2 separate regions of the Xenopus tropicalis genome follow, and region 2 is linked to region 1. A link is a contact called in public Hi-C data. All regions are on one chromosome and are shown on one strand. Each heading gives the region's core, a stretch centred on a gene start, on an enhancer-like site or on the middle of the called end of the contact. The rest is flanking DNA. Distances are from core to core; before and after follow the strand shown.

The links. A called contact is a pair of places that touch in the nucleus more often than the background predicts.
Region 2: a contact with region 1 is called in a Hi-C map of neurula embryo, with 3 times the contacts expected there. The contact joins the promoter of uchl1 here to the promoter of nsun7 in region 1. A contact is called at or near these places in 2 of 5 Hi-C or Micro-C datasets (brain and neurula embryo).

The regions. Positions count from the first base shown.
Region 1 is chr1:36,566,432-36,571,168 of UCB_Xtro_10.0, reverse strand. It overlaps nsun7 (putative methyltransferase NSUN7), which reads right to left and starts at 2,051. Exons shown (of 12, transcript XM_031895383.1): 1 at 1,942-2,051.
Region 2 is chr1:36,759,486-36,764,222 of UCB_Xtro_10.0, reverse strand. It overlaps uchl1 (ubiquitin C-terminal hydrolase L1), which reads right to left and starts at 2,414. Exons shown (of 10, transcript NM_001011321.1): 1 at 2,338-2,414; 2 at 2,233-2,244; 3 at 729-869. The coding sequence starts at 806.

The sequences.
Region 1 (4,737 bases), core at 802-3,301:
TGATTTTTAGCAGACAAATTATGAAGATCCAAATTACGGAAAGATCCCCTATCCGGAAAACCCCAGGTCCCGAGCATTCGGGATAACAGGTCTCATACCTGTACTCCAATTAAACTATTTTTAATATAGAATTCCGCCTGAAGATTTGCTTATTGAGTGCCTGCTCTACAAAAAACAGGGATATATTATAAATAAGCTTCACAATCAGCCTGCTACGTGGCTATGTGGCTCCAAACTAAGTGCAATCTGGAGGCATCATTAAATTTTAAAAGGTCCCATTCTGCCAGTCGTCTTGCCATCTAATTACATGTGCTGTAAGGATTCCATGTGCAGGATTAAATCTACTCTGAACTTTCTCTGATGTTACCTGATATCTCACACAAACTAAAGAAAGGATTGCCAGTAATCTCACTGTGCCATTGCAAGTGTCAGTCACACAGAGCAAATATATTAAGTGCCTGTTAGAGGGTGATACTGGGAGAGAAAGACAAACACCATCACTAGGGGCAGCCAGAGTTAATAGGACACTGTAACTGGGAGCCTTATATAATAGGTTAGAAATTGCCTTTATTTATTTGCTATTTGTATCCATTTAATTTGGGGTTCCATAGGTACTGTAAGAGCACCATGTTGTCATTTTCTTCAGCTTCTTAGTCCTTCTCTGTGGCCCTGGGCCAGGTGTGCAGGAGCAGTAGGGTTAAAAGCTGGCTCTATGCTTCTAATTCTGGCATGAACCAATTATATTCTGTGACAAATTTAAAGAGAATAGCAGGTAAGTAGGTGCCAACTATTACCAAATACCAATAAGGTGGTTCTTATAATGGATTGTTTTATGTGTGATTTTGCTGGAATTCCAGTTCCATTTTTGGAAAGTTATATAAGGATCCAGTGTTCCCCTGTTCTTATTAGAAGGTGCAGAAAGGCCACTTTAAACACCAAGATGGGCAAAAGCTGGAGACCAGTGGCTCAGCTCTATTCATTGGCCAGTGATCAGAGCAAATCACTAGAAATGTCTACACCAAACTCCACCAGGGATCATGAACATGCAGCCCTCCAGCTGCTGTTACATTACAGCCCTCCAGCTGTTGCTACATTACAGCCCTCCAGCTGTTGCTACATTACAGCCCTCCAGCTGTTGCTACATTACAGCCCTCCAGCTGTTGCTACATTACAGCCCTCCAGCTGTTGCTACATTACAGCCCTCCAGCTGCTGCTACATTACAGCCCTCCAGCTGCTGCTACATTACAGCCCTCCAGCTGCTGCTACATTACAGCCCTCCAGCTGTTGCTACATTACAGCCCTCCAGCTGTTGCTACATTACAGCTCAGTACCCCAACTGTTGCTGGGAGTTGCAGTCAGGTCCATAAGAGTCTGGTACCTCACAGTTGCACAGAACTGCAGGAAACTTCTGTACTTCTCAGTGACAAAAACCAAAGGGTCCCCCAGGGGCCACTGCCTTCCCTGCATACATGTGTGCTCGGCTAGCTCATGGAAAACAATAATCACTGACAGGTGCCACATAGACACTTGGTGCGACTGAAGCAGAGCTGAAGCTACAGGCAGCGAGTCGCTCCGGGTACTGAGTGTGACACCCCATGTAATAGTAACGTGTAGGGACCAACCAGGAGCAGCAATTCCCCCACTCACAGGGAAGGATCGCACACTCAATGCACTAACAGAACCAATCTAAATCTGAAGAGTTGGAATTACAGTTTGCGATAAAGCTGACGATCTAGATAGCTTGCTCTAGAAGTGACTAAACGAACAGCGCAGAGTAGGTATAGTTGTACTATAGCAGCAGCCAGTGAGAAGCACAATCGCATCTCCGCACTGTGTAACCGCACACACCATAATAACTACATAGTGACACTACTATATACCCCGACCCCAGTCACTGTACCCCCAGCTCCTTGCCAAGCCTCCCCCTGCCTCCCACTTACCTGCCGTACTGCAGCTCCGCAAAAGCTTCAAACACGGCGGGGTTTATACTCTCATGGGAGGAGCCGTGCCCAAAGCTAAAGCGCTACAGCAACTGGGCGGGGCCATAGGCGGAGCCATGCCCTCAGCTAAAGCACAGAGCTACGGAACCTGGGCGGGACCATGGGCGGAGCAGCGCCCACAGCTAAAGCACAGAGCTACGGAACCTGGGCGGGGCCATAGGCGGGGCTCCGGCAGCTACAAAACACGAATCACCTAGGCAACAAGCCGCGTGCCGACAAGTTCCGTGACTTGGGGGCGGGGCATGTGGGGGCGTGGCTGTGCGTTCTGATTTACTAGGGGCGGGTACGCAGCGCTAAGGGGTGTGTGAGGCAGAGCCCGGTGGGTATCTAACAGGCTACGCTTTGGGATGAGTGGCAGGCATCCCAGGCGTGTTAGTAGAATCCCGCACAGTTGCTAAGGGTGTGTGCAGCCCCTGCGTAGGGTTGCTATAGACATTCTATGCTCTGCCCGTAAGCTTGTCAGGCCGGTATGTGCGACATTGCCACCCAGGGCAGCCGTGTGGGACCCATGTGGGTGGAGACTAATCGGGACCGTGTGACGGGAGATACTGTACAAGGCGTGATTTGTGGATGTGGGGTGTAACAGGGCTTGAGGGTTCATTCATGCTATTTCAGGGTTATGTTGACCCCATTAAATGCAGGAGAATCTGACATGTTTCTGCAGTTACACATGCCTGTCCCCTTCCCAGTGACTTACCCTTGTTACTGTACCAAACAGCACACACTGGGGCTTGTAAGGAGATAGGAATAATATGAGTTTATTTTAGTGCATTTAGGCTGTATTGGGTTTGGCCGCTACCTGGCACCAACCACTAGCCCTGGCCTGAAGGGCAGTCCCCTCAGTAGCCTATATAAGGAGGATTATTAGCGGAAAACTTCAGAGAGGCAGATGTAACAGCAGATCCTTGCTAGGCTCGGAAAGCCCGAGTCCCCACAAGGAGTTAGAGTTTGGGGTAGAGCCCCGGGTGATGGTGCGCTAGATAGGAATTGTGAGTGTGTAGGATTGGGATAGTGGCTGCTTAGTGGCGCTGTAGGGAGATGGCTCAGGTGAAGCTTGGGGCACTGTGTGTTGGGCGCTACAGGGGGACAGGTGATTGGGAAAAGAGGTCACCCTCTTAACAGCTAATGGTACTCTGCCATGCACTTACCATACGAGTCCTAGAGGCTTCAGAGAAGACGTGTAAATGTGTATGATAGAGAGAATGGGAGAGGGTCCTCTGTAAGTATAACTAATGAAACTATAGGTTCCGGGGCAACTGACTCCAATCTGTTTATACTCTGCCTGAGAGAAGCCTTCAATAAACTCTGTTGTGGTTCAATGAACTTGATTGTCATCATGACTACAGTTCTAAGCAAAGGATTCACTTCCCGGGTTGGAAGTGTGCCAGTCTCAGGTACCTACTTGTACAGGCACATAAACCAACACAGCCTATGTACTCTTATGGGCTATTTCCCAACCAGTGCTCAAGGCCTAGCTTGGCATGTATTGTGGGTATCGGCATAGCTGTGTACATGGGTCAGTTATGGTGCAACTGTGCCTAATACAGTAATGCCCACTGACTGATCCACTTGTTCTGCCCTGTGAATGTACAGACAATAAAGGGGTAAGGGCACAATGCTTTTAAGCAAAGCATGCCTTTCAGGGCTGGGCTTCTAGTTTCAGTTTCACCCATTGGGCCCATATGCAAGGAGTTTGTATGGTTCTGTTTGGGTGCTCCTGTCTGATTGGCACATGTGCTGTCGCTCCGTCAGTGCATTACATTTCCCTTCTGGCCTATGTGAGATCTGTGTTGGCAGGTTACCTGAGCAACGGGAGCCACCCGCAAGGGGAATTGCATAACCCCCCATTGTATTGCTCTGTGATTGCATTCACTTTATAATTGTCACAGAGAAAGAAACACTCTCAGAGGGAAATGGATTGGCTAACAAGTAATACAAGATAAAACCCCAAACACACATAAAGAGACAGTGAAGGATCTGGGCATGGGCCAGGAATGCTTGGTACTGGCAGCCAGGGGTGGAGGGTGACATATTTGCTGGGGGAGTATACAAATAGCATATTTATAATATGAAAACATACTGTAGGCACTGGGGAGGCTAAGCCTCACTACATTTTCATTATTCTTTGTTTATGCTGACAGTTTAATGACTGCACGACTCAGTGGAGCCAAAACATATGCACTAACTATAAGGCTTGGGATGATAAATTTGGGAAGCAGAATCCTAACACACCCTAAATGGCAACTCTACCCCGGGCCATTTTAGCTGGGCACATTGCCAGCTGTTTCCCCCGCCGCCTGCTTCGACTCCGCCCCCACATCATGCGCAGAAGAGATGTAGTCGTTCAGAGGCCGATAGGACTGTGCATTGTATTTGTTGAAGCGCACAATTGTATTGGTATTTATACAAACAATAATTTCAGAGCAGGGGAGGGGTTGGGGAGGAACGCATTTATTTTTCTCCCATACCCAGCCAAATTTTTTACCCCTCAGCGTTTTATTATTCTAGGGAGAACAACTGACCTTTAAGGGAAAGAGTCCATTATGTGGGGATATTATCTGTGCACTGGTACCTCACAAGGACCAAACATGGAGTCACTCCAGTTTCCCTGTTCCCTGAAATAAAAACTATTGCTTAAAAGGGAATCAAAACCCCAAAAAAGAATTGGTGTAAATGTACTTGATTTTCTGTTTTTACTGGTTTCAAAGATAATAATTAGACTCATTTAGCTCAACT
Region 2 (4,737 bases), core at 1,165-3,664, 190 kb before region 1:
TGAACCTTCTGGAAAGTAGTAGAACACTCTGGCTTATAAGAGACTGAGCAGTCAGTATATATTCTTACCCACCCAAAGAAACCTGTATGAGGGAAATTCAAGTAGCAACCCAATTCAACATGTGACAGATAAGAGGATAGTAATAAGGATACTACCACCAAACAAAACAAACAAAGACCCAAATATAAGAAAGACAAATCCAGATATGGGACCATGGCAATACAGAAAGGCTGGGCCCTACAAGGGTGGGGCAGGGAAGGGTTTATGTGAGCATATTTACACATTAAAACCCAATAGGATTGTCTTAATCTAATCAGATATATACTAGCTAAAGGTGGCCATACACCAGCAGATTTAAGCTACCGATTCTATCCACCCATGTATGGGGACCCCCCTGACATATCTGGCCAAAAACTGGGCAGGTGTTGATCAATCAGGTTTGATTTTTTACCGACAAATCAGGGACTGCATTGGCTCACTGATGCAAATGAACATAACAGTTTCCATGCCTGTGCATAGTCTCAGTAAATATCTTTATTTTACCCTTGGCCCTGAAGTGCCCCTATGATGTTGGCTACCCTAGGTAAATACCATGTCCTATCAAAATATCATCCTGGGAGTGGCCAGAGAAAACTTTGCCCTTGGGAATTCACCTAAAACTGAATTCATTCTTAGGGGACATTTGCCCAAATTAAGAAAAACCAAAACTTTTGAAGAGGACCGCAGACCTCAGAAAGATTCATCAGGGAACACCCCAGGGACATTTTCTCTCTGGCATTTACATGTGATTTGAGGCCCATATCCATCTTCTAGCAAACTTTTTCCAGCATTTTTTCTTGTTCTCCCTATTCATATGCTGAATCCATGTTCTAGGTGGAAATAATAAAGAAAGCCTTGATGAAGGTGCACTTGGCGACAATAATGGGCACTAAGGGTTTATAAAAAAAAATAAAAAATAGTATCAGACCCTTTATCCAGAAAGTTCCAAGTTATGGAAAGGCCATTTTAATCAAATCAGTCACATTTTTAAAAGCTATTTTCTTTTCTAATTATAAAACAGTACCTGTACTTGATCCCAACTAAGATATAATTACCCCTTATTGGGGGCAGAACAGTCCTATTGGGTTTATTTCATGGTTAAATGATTCCCTTTTCTCTGTAATAAAACAGTACCTGTACTTGATCCCAATTAAGATACAATTACCCCTTATTGGGGCAGAACAGCCCTATTGGGTTTATTTAATGGTTTATTATTACAGAGAAAAGGGAATCATTTAACCATGAAATAAACCCAATAGGACTGTTCTGCCCCAATAAGGGGTAATTATATCTTAGTTGGGATCAAGTACAGGTACTGTTTTATTATTACAGAGAAAAGGGAATCATTTAACCATTAAATAAACCCAATAGGACTGTTCTGCCCCCAATAAGGGGTAATTATATCTTAATTGGGATCAAGTACAGGTACTGTTTTATTACAGAGAAAAGGGAATCATTTAACCATTAAATAAACCCAATAGGACTGTTCTGCCCCCAATAAGGTTTAATTATATCTTAGTTGGGATCAAGTACAGGTACTGTTTTATTATTACAGAGAAAAGGGAATCATTTAAACAGTACCTGTACTTGATCCCAACTAAGATATAATTATTCCTTTTTGGAGCCAAAACAACCCTATTGGGCTTAATTAGTTTAAATAATTTTATTAGCAGATCTAAGGTAGGAGATCCGAATTACAGAAAGATTCCTTATCCGAAAAACCCCAGGTCCCAAGCATTCTGGATAACAGGTCCCACACCTGTACACTTAAAAGTAATCATCTGACCTATCACAAGCAGGTTAGAGGGGCCTTGCAGCAACACCCAATCCAGTGTTAAAAACTGGAATGGAGAAATGCCCAACTTAAGTGCTGGAAGTTTAACTCAAATATATTGATGGCCAGAGACTGGACACCCCTGTGCCCTCCCCCCGTCCCGACTCTATCTGTGCTGATGAAGCTGAGGATGAAAGCGAGGCTGTAGGGGCCCGGGTACCACAGCAGCCAAATCCTAGGGCCACGCCCTGGCAACTCGCACAGCCATAGCGCGGAGTAAGGGCAGGCTGAACACCGGGCGGGCTAAACATCGGGCCAGCGCCACAAGCTTGTGCAGAACGGAATCCCGGGAACACGCCGGGTGTTGGTGCTGCCACATGGTTATATAATGAAGGCCTCCCCATTTCGCAAGCACTCACTTTGTTCAGCATCTGTGAAAAAAATGAAATACACATAAATGACTCCAAGAACAGAACGCCAACACCTCAGTATCTAAAAGTAATAACCAGCAGCTCCTTACATACCTCAGGGTTGATCTCCATTGCGCTCCACTGCATGGCTGCCAAATGCCGTCTCACAAAACAAACACACGTTGATCCCGTTCAGATACTGACTGATGAAAAGGCACCGCCTCTGTTGCTTTTATAAACCCGGTAAGGTACCAACGCATTGCAATAGACGGGGGGGAAAGGCGATCAGCTGGTACCACTGAGTGGCTGCTGGATAGACGAACCACCCCTCAGACGTTATCAAGTAGGATGGTTCTAGTGTCTCCTGGCCGAAATTAATCATGAGTGACGATGAGTTAATAACTAAAAGTGGCCAGCGTTCATATCTTATTCTTATTTTGCGGCGTTGTGAGGGACGCGCCCCTTTTTATGGATACATTGGTGCGACTGCAGGCAAAGCGCAAGGGTAGTGAGTTCTAGAACCTACACCTTTACTTCTTTATGTTGGGAAGAGAAAGGGGTCATATGGGTGTGGTCATAGGCGTAAATCTCACTAGCGGTAAGTGATGAGGCTGAGGTGGCTATGGGATCTGCTATGTAAAGTCTGTAGCATTTAAAGGGGCCGCAGTTTGCAAACCTAAAAATAAATGCTTAGTAAAAGAAATTACTCGGCTGCAGCTTTACAGTTTACATTTACTACACGTTTTGTGGTTTTGCAGTTAAATATAACTACTATTGAGAGTAGTGTTTGACCCTTGCTTTCTCTGCACCGTTGGTTCTGACTATTGAAGTAATGTAGCACAACCTTCTGATTAAAAGAACTGTCGAGAAGCACACAAGACAGACTTCTACTGCATTGGTTGAAGAGTCAAAGCCGGCTGTGGTTCTTGCTCCTCTATCTCAGTCCTCCAGGAAACTGTTAGGCTGGCCAACCTTATGGTGGCTACACACACAACCATCTTTCCCACAACTATTGTTCATCCACTCTGCTAATGTTAAGAGCTGAATCGTCAGATATTCAAGTAAAAACTATTCTTTACCCCTATCTGACGATTCAGCATTAACCTTACGATGTTTGGGCACCTTCTAAGGCACCCAATCAAAATTTACAGTACTGCCAGATAGATGAGACAACCGATATTCAAGGCTTTTGTCACTTCATCTCTCAACAAATTCCTGTGCTCAAGATCAAGTCGATTATTTCTAGGAAATATTTTTTTACTTTTATTTTGTTGTGGAAACAATTTCCTAGGGAATATTTTATCTGCAGCGAATGTGGGTTTTTCTGTGTAGTGTCCCATGTAGGGATGCAGGTTCTGAAAGAATGGAAATAAATTCCATGGGTGTGGGAATTAGGTGGCCGTTTAAGTGTATGGCACACAGAGCCAAAAGGGCCTGACTTCTGAATTACTGGTTGCTTTGGTTAATGCTGGCCTGGGGTTGTGTTTGTGAAGTTTTTATTTTCCAATTCACAATTAGCAAACAGTAACAGATACACTGAGATACATTGGTTGTTCCCATATAGAAAATACCTCAAAGTTAGCCAAGGTTGCTGGATAGGACTGGAACAACCAGCAACTGATTCAACTATTTTAACATTTTATAGTAAGATAGGAGTGAGGGTAGGGTAAGTGTCAGAACATAACTTGGCACATATACCCTATTTTGTATTAGGGAGTAGATAGGAGTGTGCATCTATCCCTTTAAAACACACAATCCAATAAACAGTATATTGGGGGCCTGTCTGCTGGGGAAACTGAGAGGTGACATTGCTGCCTTGTCACTCGGGTTGGATTAAAGGAAAAGGAAAGGTAAAATCGCTGGGGGTGCCAATATGTTCCTGAATAAAATCAGAACTTGACTGCGCATGCCAATTTGTAGTGTTAAGAAATGGAAGGGAAATGCCACTCAATGTTGATTAGACCGTGCTTCTTAAACAAGTCAGGCTGCTGAAGGCAAGTAAATACTCTACAGAAGATTCCAGTTCAGAATCTGAGCTCTGCCATATGAGGTTGTCGATATAGTGCCCATGCCAAACAATATTATGATGAAATTGGTTATCATCTCCAAAGATTTGGCACTGCTCCAACCAACCCTCATTTGCCAACCTGTTCATTGGTTGGTGGGAGCTGTCTATCTGTGGAGTTGCTAACCCATTTTGTCATTATATTGTTTGGCACAGATGCTATATAGACAAACTCATATTGATTTGGCAGGGCTCTGTGTCTGAGGAAGTGGTACAACCACGAAACGCGTTAAGCCATGAGGTGAATATGCTCTGACCTGTTTTTAACTGATGAAATAAATACATGTTTTTATTTTTAAGTCTTTCTGTGCTCCGCTTCTCTATAAATTTTTGTTTGAAATTTTGGCCCAATCGGGGGCAGCATAGCGTGGCAGCACGAAATGACTTACTGTGGTGGGCTATCCTGGTGAGTGCTCCCCTCTCTTTCTTCTGCTCTGTGTCTGAATTGG